5 separate regions of the Mus musculus genome follow, and all the other regions are linked to region 1. The links are chromatin contacts, called in public promoter capture Hi-C maps. All regions are on one chromosome and are shown on one strand. The core of a region is the stretch at or near the end of the contact, and the rest is flanking DNA. Distances in the headings are between cores, read along the strand shown.

What was found. Promoter capture Hi-C pulls out the DNA fragments that hold promoters and counts their contacts.
Region 2: a promoter capture Hi-C map of pre-B cells shows a contact between it and region 1, with 5 times the contacts expected there. The contact joins the promoter of Nudt4 here to the promoter of Slc25a3 in region 1.
Region 3: a contact with region 1 is called in a promoter capture Hi-C map of pre-B cells. The contact joins the promoter of Hsp90b1 here to the promoter of Slc25a3 in region 1.
Region 4: a contact with region 1 is called in a promoter capture Hi-C map of pre-B cells, with 3 times the contacts expected there. The contact joins the promoter of Ube2n here to the promoter of Slc25a3 in region 1. A contact is called at or near these places in 2 of 39 promoter capture datasets (cranial neural crest and pre-B cells).
Region 5: a promoter capture Hi-C map of pre-B cells shows a contact between it and region 1. The contact joins the promoter of Ndufa12 here to the promoter of Slc25a3 in region 1. A contact is called at or near these places in 1 of 39 promoter capture datasets (pre-B cells) and 1 of 484 Hi-C or Micro-C datasets (CD4 T cells).

What each region holds. Positions count from the first base shown.
Region 1 is chr10:91,122,698-91,125,258 of GRCm38.p6, forward strand. Slc25a3 (solute carrier family 25 (mitochondrial carrier, phosphate carrier), member 3) reads right to left here and starts at 1,270. Exons shown (of 8, transcript NM_133668.4): 1 at 1,219-1,270; 2 at 861-1,009. The coding sequence starts at 1,005.
Region 2 is chr10:95,562,877-95,565,437 of GRCm38.p6, forward strand. Nudt4 (nudix (nucleoside diphosphate linked moiety X)-type motif 4) reads right to left here and starts at 1,270. Exons shown (of 5, transcript NM_027722.5): 1 at 786-1,270. The coding sequence starts at 881.
Region 3 is chr10:86,704,167-86,706,727 of GRCm38.p6, forward strand. It overlaps Hsp90b1 (heat shock protein 90, beta (Grp94), member 1), which reads right to left and starts at 1,278. Exons shown (of 18, transcript NM_011631.1): 1 at 1,141-1,278; 2 at 128-230. The coding sequence starts at 1,189. It overlaps Ttc41 (tetratricopeptide repeat domain 41), which reads left to right and starts at 1,645. Exons shown (of 16, transcript NM_001003910.2): 1 at 1,645-1,851.
Region 4 is chr10:95,513,890-95,516,450 of GRCm38.p6, forward strand. It overlaps Ube2n (ubiquitin-conjugating enzyme E2N), which reads left to right and starts at 1,273. Exons shown (of 4, transcript NM_080560.3): 1 at 1,273-1,348. The coding sequence starts at 1,319. It overlaps Gm46239 (a long non-coding RNA gene), which reads right to left and starts at 367. Exons shown (of 2, transcript XR_001779843.2): 1 at 311-367.
Region 5 is chr10:94,197,746-94,200,306 of GRCm38.p6, forward strand. Ndufa12 (NADH:ubiquinone oxidoreductase subunit A12) reads left to right here and starts at 1,290. Exons shown (of 4, transcript NM_025551.4): 1 at 1,290-1,385; 2 at 2,205-2,287. The coding sequence starts at 1,300.

The DNA.
Region 1 (2,561 bases), core at 20-2,519:
CTCACTTATGAACTAAGTAAGTCATACCTAGTTCCTGCAGTCAAAAACATACAAAGATTTGCTTTAGCTTTTGAAATCAGAGGAAAACGATAGGAGATAGTGAAAAGGAGTTTTCTAATCACGTTTAAGACGCATGAAGCACATGAATGACTGGGGTGTGGGTGGGGACTTCTGTTTTACACACACAATGTAGGTAACGTTTCTCTTGAGGCCTATAATTCAGCTTTCGGGTTTCTCTTGTACTTATGTTCCACTAGGATTTAAAACATACAGTTATTGAGTCACCCAGCTCAAATCCCAAAAACATAAACTCAAAGGAATGCACACCTCATATAATCTGCAAGTCACCTCCTTCACCAACCAGTAGCACAAAAGGAAGAGATTCCCAACCCCATTACCTCATATACAATTAAATGAAAAGATAAAACTTGGGAAAGGAGATCAAAGGAGAGTTTTCCAGGTAATTTTTAAAAAGGCAAGTCAAATAAACGTTATGGAGTTGCAACTGTGTCTGGCTAGTGGTTAAAAAGAGATTTTACCCAGTATACTTGGCTGACCAAGCGGGCTCACGGGGGAAGATAAAGAAGTTGGTTACCACCTCTCTGCCTCTACTCCCTTCGGGACACGGAGGTCACTGAGTGGCGCTGGGCCTGGGCCCTTCCACGCCCTTGAGGGAGGGCCAAGGATCCGACAGCGGCCTAGGGTGTCAGAGTTGCCATCCCAGGGTCAGCGAGAGACCGGTCCTCGGGTCCAGGGCTGAAGCGTCCTTCCCCGACCTCCAGTTCCTGCCCAGGACTCGGGAGGCAGAGCAGGGGGGCAGCATGTAACCAGCGCTCCCACAGGGCAGGGTGCGACCTCACCTTCCACGGCGGCGGCGGCCAGGTGGCGGGAACGCCGGGGCGGAGCTGGGGGACTGCGGGGACCCGACAGGCCATCGTGCACCAGCTGCAGGTGTGGCGCGTTGAAGGGGTTCGCCCGCGCCAGGTGCGCTACGGACGAGAACATCCTCCTGCGGGGGAGACAGAGGGCGGAGGTGAGAGAGACCCGGCGCCGGGCAATGTCACCGGAGCCCCGCGAGACATGCCCGGCTCTGCGCCCTTGAGGAGGTCACAGCTTCTTCCCCAGGGACGCCAAGCCCGGCCGGGCCCACGGCCAAGGCGGCGGCCACAAGGGACTCAAGGCTCCGCGCCGCGGCGAGGCCCGGTCGCGCTCACTTGCCTAAGATGGCGAACACCCAACCGCTCGCTGGGCAAGGTTGCGGCTCACAGAGGCCGAATGTCCTCCCGGCCCGAAGATCCGTGCCCTTCGCGCGGCGTCACCGTGACGCACGCAGAGCGTCACTGCGCCACGCGCCTCTCATTTGCGGAGAGGAGCGCAGAACCTGGACGTCATCGCGTCCTCCTAGCAACCCTATCCCCGCCCACGTCCAACCCCAGCCCTTCCGGCCCTGCTAGTGCGCAGGAGGATTCCTACTGCGCAGGCGCAGATCCAAAGCGCCCTCCTCCCCCACTCCCCTTTTTTTTTTAAAGTGTAGTCTTGGCCTTGGACGGGCAGGTGACCTACTCACTCTGTCCCTTCACCTTCCGGTGTTTTCTCCTTGGCGCCAGGAATTTTTACATGTCTTTAAGTGATTGCGGGCATAAACTTTTAAAGACATGAATGCTTAAGTGATACGTTATTCAGGTATGGAAGCTAGGATATCACTACAAGATCTTTGATCGGAATTCCTGCCATCATCGGACTTTTCAGAAAAAAATTCCATCACACTGACTTTTGACATAGGCATGTCTAAATTTTCCACCAAGTTCTGGTGGAAAGGATATACAGGAAGAACTCATACAATACATAAAACTGCTTCTGCCTCACAGAATGTCCATGGCCCCTGAGAACAGTCAGTCAAGGCTTCGTTCCTGGAGGCACAGGCATGCGCTGACATGAAAGTAACCGATGAACTGTGTGCGTGTAAGACAGGACTGTGTGTACTTCAGACATTTACAAGATCATCATCACTCTGATGTCAACAAGCGGGGGCCAAGTTCCACGAGGGAGAGTTTAGAAGCAATCAAACCTGTTGTAATTCTTGCGTTTAACATTTTCCTGGGACGTTTATCTCATCTTTATTAAGCCTTTTTATCTAACCCAAGACACCACTAGAGCTGGCTCCTGTATTGACTATTGTAGTTATACTAAGTCTACCTCTGCAGTCAGTGCTCTGCTGTGTCCTTTAAAAATTCTTAACATTTACAAACAAAAGACATTTTCATTCATTTTGCCCTAGGTCCTTCAAATTATGTAATTGGTCCTGGATAGAAGAAATACTTTTAGAGTTTATGAAACATCAAGAAGATGTAAAAAAAAAAAAAATGTTTACAAAACATCTTTCAGAGGTCTGGTACTTGATTCCTAGTACCCACCTTGATTCTAGCTCCAGGGGATCTGACACCATCTTCTGGCCTCTATAGGCACCTGCACTCATGCACACACACACACACACACACAGACCACCACCACCACCACCACCACCACCACCACCATTTTTTAAAAAACCTTTAAAGATGAAA
Region 2 (2,561 bases), core at 20-2,519, 4.4 Mb after region 1:
AATAAATAAAAAGCAAAAGCGGTTTAAAGATCCTAACTTTCAAGCACGCGGCTATCTGTTAACCACCACTGAGTGTACGCTGTCATACTTATCATAACTTCAGGGGCTAGCAATAAGGAAGCCATTAGATCCCATCTCCAGTTTTATGCTTGGTGCTTCCCTGGACGCGGCTACAGAAGCAGAACTCAGAACGCTAACTTTTTTTCCTCTATCAGTTCATTTTAGGCGTGGCAGCGCTACAAGATTTCCCCCAGCTACCAAGTGACTGAACTATCCAGAGCAGGATGAAAACGGAATCATTTTAAAACCGAATAGAACTGAAGTGAAATAAAATAGGCTCTCCCAGAGATTACTCCAAAGGTCCCTATCCGTCCAAAGCAGGGCGAAGGGTCGGGTAAAATCACACGCCGCTCCTTCCCAGATGTCAAGTCACACCGCAGAACAGCCTTGAGAAACCAGAAGAGCGAGAGATGGCCGGGCTGAAAAGGGCAACTTCGCCCCGTTCCTGGCCTATCTTGTCCCTTCTGGCGTCATTCCACATCTCTCGCTGGCCATCTTTCGGTCGTCAGAAAAACTTTAAAAGCGGAGTCCGCTTTGCAAAAGGAGGTATCTACGTAATGAAGCCAACAGCTTGCGACCTAATGGGAGGTCTAAAAGGCAGGCTGGCGAACCCCGGAGGCCGATCTCCAGCTCCGGGCGTGGGGGTTGCCGGTGACCCGCAGGCCCGGGCGGTGCAGGGGGGTGCGGGATGAAGCCCGGTCGCCAGCCTTTGTCCCCGCGCTTACCTCGTCCTCCTGCTCGCTGCGGAAGCACAGGCAGGCCGCCCTCTTCTTGAAGCCCTCGCGGTCGTACGTCCGCGTCTGGTTGGGCTTGAACTTCATCCTAGAGCCGGGCTCCTGCAGCCGCTGCTCCGGCCGCCACCGTGGGGACCCGGCCGCCGCCACCCCGCCGGGGAGTCGGGCCGAAGGAAGTCGCGATGCTCGGGCGCCGGTGGGACGGGCGGCGGCGGCGGCACGGACACGGACGGCGAGGCCGGGCGGCCGCCGGGACGCGGGGCGGAACGCGGGTCACTGCAGTCCGGGCGCAGCGGTGGAAGCGCCGCCTCTGCTCCGGCGCCCGCCGCTCTCCATGGAGCCCGCCGCCGCTCGCAGCCACTCCTTGCTTGCACCCGCCGCCGCCGCCGCCGCCGGGGGAAGAGCGCGGCTCGTGGCTCGTGCCACGCGGAGACAGTTGGAAGCGACGGTGCAGACCGGGCAGAGACGCCGAGGATGCGCGCCGCCCCCTTCGCCCGCATTTAAGCGGGGCTCCCGCGCGCGCGCGCCGGCGCGCTCCCTCCTTTGGGCGCGCCAGTGCGCCTGCGCGCCAGGACCGTTGCCGGGCGGGGGTAGGGTGGGGAGCTGGGGGCGCGGCTTCGACCAGCCGGGGGGCGGGGCTCGAGGCCTAAGTCTAGGGCTCCGCCAGCTCTGCCCTGCCCGCGGGCGAGTGCTCCAGAGGCCTTTTTTTTTTGGGGGGGGGGGTGCGCTTTGTACAAGGCCAGGGAAGGGAAGCGAGCAGAGACCTCCTCGTTCTCCGTTTTAGAGGTCCGATAGAGTTCCCTTTAGGGACGGACCCCAGTACTGGGTCCTGGAGCCAAGGTCCCCGGAGCCATGGCAGGACTACTGAAGCATCGCGGTTAGCATTGCTTGTGAAGGCTAGGAAGGTTAAATTCATTGAGTTCTCTCTCTCCTCTCCCCTTCCTTCTCCCTCTCCCCACTTCCTCTGTTTCGATGAGAGTGCTTTTATGTGCTCTTGAAGAGTCAGCTGAGGCTTTGAAGTGGACTATAGCCAGTTGTCTGTGTTGTGGCATCCCCACCTCCGCTGACCCTCCAGAGTGCATTCATGAACACTGGTTATGGCTGTTATTCTGTGTGTATCTCATTCTAAGTAAGGCCATAGCAGTAAATCAGTGGGATGTTTGTTGTCTGGAAGCTTACAGTTTTAGGCACTTGGAACAACTCCCAATATTTCAGTGCTATTGAAGAGCCAAGATAGAAAGTAGGAGACCGGTGGGCAGTGGTGGTGCACGCCTTTAATCCCAGCACTTGGGAGCCAGAGGCAGGCAGATTTCTGAGTTCAAGGCCAACCTGGTCTACAGAGTGAGTTCCAGGACAGCCAGGGCTATACAGAGGAAACTCTGTCTCGAAAACCTAAAACCATAAACCAAAAAAAAAAAAAAAAAAAAGAAAGAAAGAAAGAAAGAAAGAAAGAAAGAAAGAAAAGAAAGAAAAAGAAAAAAAGTAGGAGACCTGACATCACTGGAATTCAAGAAAACCCCTAATCCAAATCAGGTGTGGAATCCCAGGTATGTGATCCCAGCACTTGAGAGCCCAAAACAGAAGGATTCGGAATTCAAGGCCATTCCCTGCCATTTAGAACTGGTGAGACTAGACTGGTCTACATGAGACCCTATTTCAAAACCCGAACTCCTAACCTACAGGAGCTTCACTTCCCACAGAACTGTTTAGACAGCCACATCCGTTTTGTTTTTCATTCCTGGAAGGCCTCCGGTGTGCCAGGCTCTG
Region 3 (2,561 bases), core at 28-2,527, 4.4 Mb before region 1:
TCTGGTTATTTTGTATCATTAGCAACATTTTGGGCACTGGACCTTGTAATCTGAATGGAGAAACACCAACAGCCACTCTGCCCCACTAACTTGCAGAGCTTATCAACATAGCTTCAAATGCACCGACCTCTGCACAACTTCATCATCTGTCCTTGAGCCTTCTCGGCTTTTACCCAGGTCCTCTTCCACTGTGCCATCCACGTCGACTTCATCATCAGCTCTGACGAACCCTGGGGAGAAAGGTTACAACTCTCCACACTATTGCTTCCTCTCCTTCGCATAAAAAGCCATATCAACGGGGGCAAGAGTTAACACAATTCAGTAAGTAAATACAAGCTGTTGAGATGGAAGAATTATGTACTGACGTCAATAACCAATGTCAAGGTAAGTTTGCACGCTAAAGTTTAAATATGAATGCTCAAGACCCCCGTTGACTCTGGAAGGCCAGGCAGCCATCACGTGTGTCTATCCTAGGCAGTGAGAGAGGCCCCCGTCTACACCCACACGTGTTGCGCACAGCTGAGAGGAGGTCTCTACACTGGCCAAGCCAAAACTTGGGCCTCACTTAGTTATCACAGGTCAGAATGCAAACAGGGTTTGTGCAACTTCTGTTGAGGGGAACTGAAATCCGGCCCAAAGGGGAAGACATGTCAAGGACAGCTCTTGAAGCACATCGGAATCAGATATTGGGCCACCGCCACGACGCTGGCCCGAGGGCCCACGCTCGCGAGTCGGGCGTTAGAAAACAGAAACGCGCTCCGGGAGTAGAGGGCAGGGGCTGGGGGTCCTCAGGCTCTGGTGGCCAAAGGTCGGACCTGATCACAAAAGTCCTTAGGGAGGGGTTCCAGGAAGGCTTCCCCCGGGAGTAGAGTCCGAGAGACCGCGCCCCGTCAGCGAGACTTCGGGGAGCGCTCTAGCACCATCCGCAGGGTATTTATTTAAATGCCCGGTCTCCAAGTCGCCTTTTCCCAGAGGCCTCAGGGAAAGCATCATCACCCAAGTCTCCTTCGAGGGAACGAGATGGTCCCTGAAACCCCTGTAGGCCACCCGGCGTCCCCAACCCAGGTTCAACGCCCCAAGAACGTTCGAGAAGCGGCCACACAGGAAGGGGAGGGCGCCCACTGCCGCCCGGTCACTCACCGAAGGTCAGCAGGACACAGCAGAGGCCCAACACCCACAGGACCCTCATGGTGCGTGGCCGGCGAGTCGCAAGTCCTTTTCGGTCTCAGGAGCCGCCTCCACCCCCCCAATCCCGAGTCTAAGCTCCTCACACCTCCAGCAGCGCGGTCCGCCCACTAAGCCGCGCGCAGGTCGGGCCGCTTTTCACCCCACTGCTTGCGGGCGGGGGACGGGAAACACGAACTCACCAATCGTGCCTCACCACGCACTCTCTGCACCCAATGGAGACGCATGGGGGGGGACCGCAGCCCGCCAATCGGAACTGTCCAGGTGCGGTGCCCGATGCCCGAAGCGTGGCTCCTTGCGATTGGGCTTGTCCAGCGGCTTTCCTCCAATCAGATGGCTCCGCGGGCCCTCACACACCGGGCCACCCTTTGGCCTGGGAAGCCTTGGTCCCTGAGGAAAACCGTCCAATGAACGTAGGCGCATAGCACGTCTGTCCATTCCTAGAGGTCCCGGGGAACCACTTCCGGCTTCTAGCGAACGTTTAGTCCGTGACTAGGGGAAACGGTAGCCAAGACAATGCGTCCTTTACCCTTTTCTCGTCTACGACGCGGGTCACGTTACGAGTCCTTTCAGCGCTACGTTCGCCGTCACCTTTCTTTTGGGCGTTTCTTTTCGCAAAAGAGAAATTTGTGAGGGGTTGAATATCCGGAATGCGTTTGGATGGTGGTGAGAAACTACAGTTTCCGGCATGCAACGCACTAATCTCATGAATGCTGGGAATTGTAGTCTCTGGCATCTAAGCCAGTTGCGTAGCTTGGCCCTTGCTTACTCCAATCTTGTGTCCGCGGGAAATGTCTCTGAGTGATTATAGGATTTCCACCTCATTCAGATTGCAGAATAGATCTGTGCTTGTTCTAGGACTCTAATGCACACAGTTTTCAGAGGCGGACCTGAAAAGCAGCCCCGCGTAGCCCTAGTCTCACCGTGTCAGAGGGTCAGCCCTGGATTCTGGGCTGGTGGTAGCACCCGGGTTTCCACGTCCGCTTTCTTGCGCGTCACTCAGGGTCCCTAGAGCCTTCAGTTACACTTGGCGTTGCGCTGCTCGCATTTCCTGTCCTCTCTGGTTTGGTTTGCAGTAGAGGGTGGCAGGGGCTCTCCAACCCCGAAGGAAACAAGGACCCAAGTTCCTTTGACATCCCCATAAATATCAAAGAATGACTGGGCAATCTAGAGCCTCTTTTGTGAATCAGCCAGAGAGCGCGGTGGTGAAGTCCAGGCTAGCATAGAACAGGAAAGAACTTATGCAGATACTTGAAAGCAAAAGCCGCAGAGCTTGCAAAACAGCCTGGATTGTGGCTTTGTAACTTCATAGAAACACCTTTCCGCCTTCCGAAAGATAGCAAAAGAGGCTCTTTCTGGTGAGGGAAGTCCCTAAG
Region 4 (2,561 bases), core at 23-2,522, 4.4 Mb after region 1:
TATCCCCTTGAGAAGGCTAGGCTGACTTCAAATTGGCAATTCAGAAGACGAGGCCTAAATCCCTGTTTCTAAGAACTAGGCAAGTCCAGGCCTCAGAAGCTGCCCCACCACCTGGCCTGAAGCAAGGACAGTGGGTCAGCAGTAGTTTCCAGACTTCCTCAGCAACAGTTTTCAGCCACTCATGTCCCCACCACACCCCTAATGTGCTTTAAATCTGAACTGTGAGCTCACTTCCAGGTCTCCATCTTGGAATGAGAGACCCTAGCAAGCTGGACTTCTGCAGAATAAAGCCCTCTCTGCGTTTACATACCGTTTGGGTCTGGGGTATCATTCTTCAGCGAATCATGCATGGACCCTTACACTCTAATCAGATCCTTCTTCTAGTTAGCACGTAAATCTCGATTGCTAGGCTCAACCTTAAGTGGTGGCACAAGCCTAGCTCTACTCAGGGGGCAGAGGCAGGAGAATCACGAGTTCCAAGTCAGCTCGGTGCGTACAGAATAGAGAGCACCAGGCCAGACTTGGTTACATAGGGAGCCCTTTCTCAGGAAAACCAACAACCACAAAGATTAAATATCCTGCAGGATCCAGGCGTTTAGAGGCCGTGCCTTTTGCCTCCTCCCTTGTTCCGAACTCTCTTTTGGGGAGCGCCAGAGAGGCCCCCTTTTTTATGTGAAATTTAAACGTTTAGAAAAAATTTTTTTTGTCGCGGGTGTGTGTGTGGTCCTTGGCAAGCAGCGTTATTCCCAGTTAGAAGCTTTGGTATTGACTTCCGGCCTGTTCGCCACCGAGGAGGAGCGCGCGACCCGCCTGCCCTGTCCGCAGGGAACCGCTGCAGCGCCAGCCCGCCACGCGCACTGCGGACACGCTGAATGAACAAACGGAACGAATGAATGAATGGGCTGCGTCGGGGGCCGGGCCTTTGTTACGTCGCCCCCCGACGCAGGCGTGGTCGCACGTACAGCGCTCGCTCGTGGACGCCGGCCGCCCAGTGTTGCCGATTCTGCCACGGGCCAAGAAGCTCGGCGCCGCCTCGCGCCGCCTCCCCCCAAGTCCCTGCCCCGCCGCGGAGCGTCACTTCCGCCACCCCCGGCTGGGGTTGGGGCGGGGAGCGCGGGGGAGGGGGCCACCAGGTCGGAGGGAAGGCTGTCGGAAGCCCGCGTCCTAGCAGGGACTACATTTCCCGAGGGGCCTCGGCGGAGGTAGCGACAGGCGGGCGCGGCGACGTTCCCCGGAAGTGGAGCCCGGGACTTCCACTCGAGCGTGAGGAGAGCGGAGCCGGAGACAAGAGCAGAGGCCGAACTCGGGATCTGACAAGATGGCCGGGCTGCCCCGCAGGATCATCAAGGTAACCGCCCAGGCGGGCTTCGGGCCACTGGCTCTGCTCCGGCGCGCCGGGCCGCGCGGCCGTCCGCTTCCCTCCGCAGCCTCCGAGAGGCCTCTCTAAGGCATCGCGGAGAAGGGTCCGGCCTCGGCGGCGAGGAAGTCGGGCGCTGAGGAGGGGGCGCCGGGGAGACTTCCGGCCGCCTCTGAACGCCGGACAAGCGGGACGCCCGGGCGGTGCGGCCGCGGCCGGGGAGGCCCTGGCGGCTGCCCGGGAGAGGGCGGGGCTGCGGGCTTCGGGCTCTGGCGCGGGACCGGTGCGGGCCTCGGCGGCTTCTGTTCCTCCGCGGGGCGGGAATCGCGGCGTGGCCTGGACTCTGGGCGCGGGTGGTGGCCCGTGGCCGGCCGCTCTGCCCCGGAGCTCCCTTCTCTTCCTCCGCAGGGGCTCGGGGCTGCGGCAGTCCCGGGTGCGGAATGAATGGACCGACCCCGAGAGCCGGGCGGGGCCGCGGGCCGGGAGAGGCCGCTCCGGGAGGGCCACGGGGTTCTGCCGGCGACAGCACAGGTTGGTCCTGGCTGCCCCGCACCTCCTAGCGACGTCCGGGGCTGGCCGCCCGGTTGCCCTGGCTTCCGCGTTCGCTTCCCGGTGTTTCTGCTGGGTAGCGCTGTGATTGTACTTCGGCTGGCTAACTCTTTGGAGACTGTTCTCTTCTCCGAGGCAAGGGCCTCAAGGGCCTCGGTTATGGGGATGATCTGTGAAACAGTTTGCCTCTCAGCTTTTGTGCGCCTTATTTGAGCGGCCCTGGGGCTCTTTAGGGATACTGAATTTTGATAAATACATAAGGAACCACGGGGGTATAAACCTCGTATCTTGATTTCCTAAAATCTTTACATAACACCATTAAGTCTTCATAGTGTTATAACCCAAGAAAACTAAATTTTTAACATTTTTTGGCATCTGTTTTTTTTTTTAATGTAGGAAATTGGTTAAAAAAATCTTGCACTGCCCAGTTTGCCAGCTAAGTGCTCAAATTGAAGCTTCACTTTGCTTGCTGTAATCCACTGAACATATATTTATAGCATTGTTCCACTCTTCCAAAGTTTTAGGGGAGATTTGTACAAAGTAAGTGGAGGGCCTCTTTGAAGGGTGTGAGACACTGTAGTTCTTCAGGCAGTCACAAATGTCTGTGAGGCTGGGGTGTCATTGACAGAAAGGTGCTTGAATTAGAAAAACAAGC
Region 5 (2,561 bases), core at 40-2,539, 3.1 Mb after region 1:
TTTTGCGGTTAGCCACCCCAAACCTACCAGTTAGAAGTGTGCATTTTCACATGAATGTATAATACAGACAGAGGTGGTCAGGGACAACCTATCTCCATTCAGTCAGAACAGGGGTCTGGCAGAAATCATGGGTTTAAATCTCTGTAGTCACTGAGTATTAGTGGCTGTTAGCTGGGACTTGCAGTGGGACAGAATCTGGGCATGGCCAGAGTCTCTCTGTTCTGCTCCTTACTGCCTACTGGCTGTGTTCTAAGGGAAAGAGCTGGAGGCCAATTTGCCTTCTATCCTGCTATCAGAAGTCTCCTGTGACTCCCCTGCATTCTAGTCATCAAAAAACATACATATTGTGAGGAATATGTAAAGACACACAGGGCTTGGAAACAATATGCAAATAACGCAAAATATTTTTAAAATGAAATTAAGAATATTAGCTGCTCTTGCCAAGGACCTGGGTTTGATCTTAGCCTACCTTGCAAGCGTGAGAAAAGAAGTTACAGCTCAGAGCCCATGTAGAAAATTCGGGTATGGTGGCACCTTTGTAGACTCAGTTCCAGGGATGTGGAGGCAGGTGTATTCCCGAGGTTCGCAATCTGGCCAGCCTTGTCGACTTGACACTTAACTATTTTTAATCTTTAATTTTATTAATCCTAGTTTCTTCTTTCTTTTCTTTTCTTTTTCTTTTTTATGGCTAGGGGTTTGCCAGTATTGTTTATTTATTTTATTATTTTGTAAAGCACTAACTCTGTGATGAAGTCTACCTAGTGTCTGTGCTTACACCTTGCAACAATAAAATAACAAATCCTTCAGGTATTTTACTTAATCTTATTCTTTGCAATTCTTCATCACTCATCTACCAGCATACCGACGCTTAATGAATTCAAAATCATACGCACTCTGTATTAAATGTACAATACCGCTGTGGGGTCAGTAATGCATTTCTTAGCTTCTAGTGCTATAAGGAATTTTTGGAATGTGCGTCATCGTTGTCTGGAGGAAGAAACTTATTTCGACAGGAGAAACTCCCATCTGGGAAAGCTTTGCTTGGCGTACTTCTCCCCGCAGGGTCGCTTTCTGGGTACAGCCTCCGAAAACATTAATTTCACCTTTAGGAAGACACCAACCTGTACTGTAAAACCCCAGATAATCCTCCCTGCGCGACCTCCAGCTCTGCGCCTGCGTAGAACGACCTCCGCGGCCGGTTGACGAGCAGGAACCTCCAAACGGTGGCGCCTTGAGTATCTCGTCTTCCGCCCGGCGGGTTTTACCCGAACACGGAAGGGGCGGACCATGCAGATGAGAATGGAGCTGGTGGAGGTCCTGAAGCGCGGCGTGCAGCAGGTCACCGGCCACGGCGGCCTGCGGGGCCTCCTACGGGTTTTCTTCAGGTAGGAGGCCAGGGCTAGACCCTGGGTCTCTGGGGACGCACCTCCGCTGGCTGCTTTCCTGGAAAGGAGCTCAGATTAGATCACTTTGGAGGTCCAGGGATCCGGTCAAGGACAAGTTCAGTCCCAAGAGTTGAGTTCCTTGGACTGAGACGTCTCTGGGCCCTACTCAGCCCCTAGTGGCGGAGCTGTGACGCAGGTGCTAGGGTAGCCGGGATGCTCCGGGCTCGAGTCCTGGGGTGTAATGAGGCTTAGCATAGCAACCCCTCTACCCCTCACGGTGACCTTGGGCAAGTTTTCCTCTGCACTGTGTACAGTAAGAAGTTGAAGGTGGCGATCATGCTAGTCCCGATTAGCCCCATAAATCGCAGCAAATCCGGAGGACCAGTGAATAATCCAGGGGACACTCGTAATACGAAGATGATGAAGTACTTTGACTGCCTGAAGGTTTTGCTAACTTAGTGTCTCAGGGTGCACGTATCTACATACGTGGACCGTAGCTGGAAAGTAGTGTTTTATATGCAATCTAAGCACATCAGTTGTTTGGTTGATTACCCCCCCCACACACACACACCTGTCTGCATGCTGCTGGGACAACACAGGAGACTCCAGAGCTCTTTGCCAGAAAGTTAATTCGTGAGCGTTGAGTGGCAAGAGCCTTCGGCTGAAGGCTAGAGGTGTACAAGCAGCGAGCATCCCCCGTAGCATCTCGTTCTTGTGTCGATGCAGAAACAGTCGGTGGTACGGTCTGTTTCTGGGTTTGTCTTGAACAGTGTGAATCATTCTGAGATGCCTTTTTTTTCCTCTGTGTACTTCTTAAAGGGCAAATGATATAAGGATTGGTACACTGGTGGGAGAAGACAAATATGGAAATAAATACTACGAAGACAACAAGCAATTTTTTGGTGAGTGCAGTATTTTCTTTTTCTTTTATTTTTTTAAGATTTATTTTATTATTATATGTAAGTACACTGTAGCTGTCTTCAGACACCCCTGAAGAGGGTGTCAGATCTTGTTACAAATGGTTGTGAGCCACCATGTGGTTGCTGGGGTTTGAACTCAGGACCTCTGGAAGAGCAGTCGGTGCTCTTAACCGCTGAGCCATCTCTCCAGCCCAGTATTTATAGATTTTGTGTGTGTGTGTGTGTGTGTGTGTGTGTGTGTGTGTGTGTGTGTGTG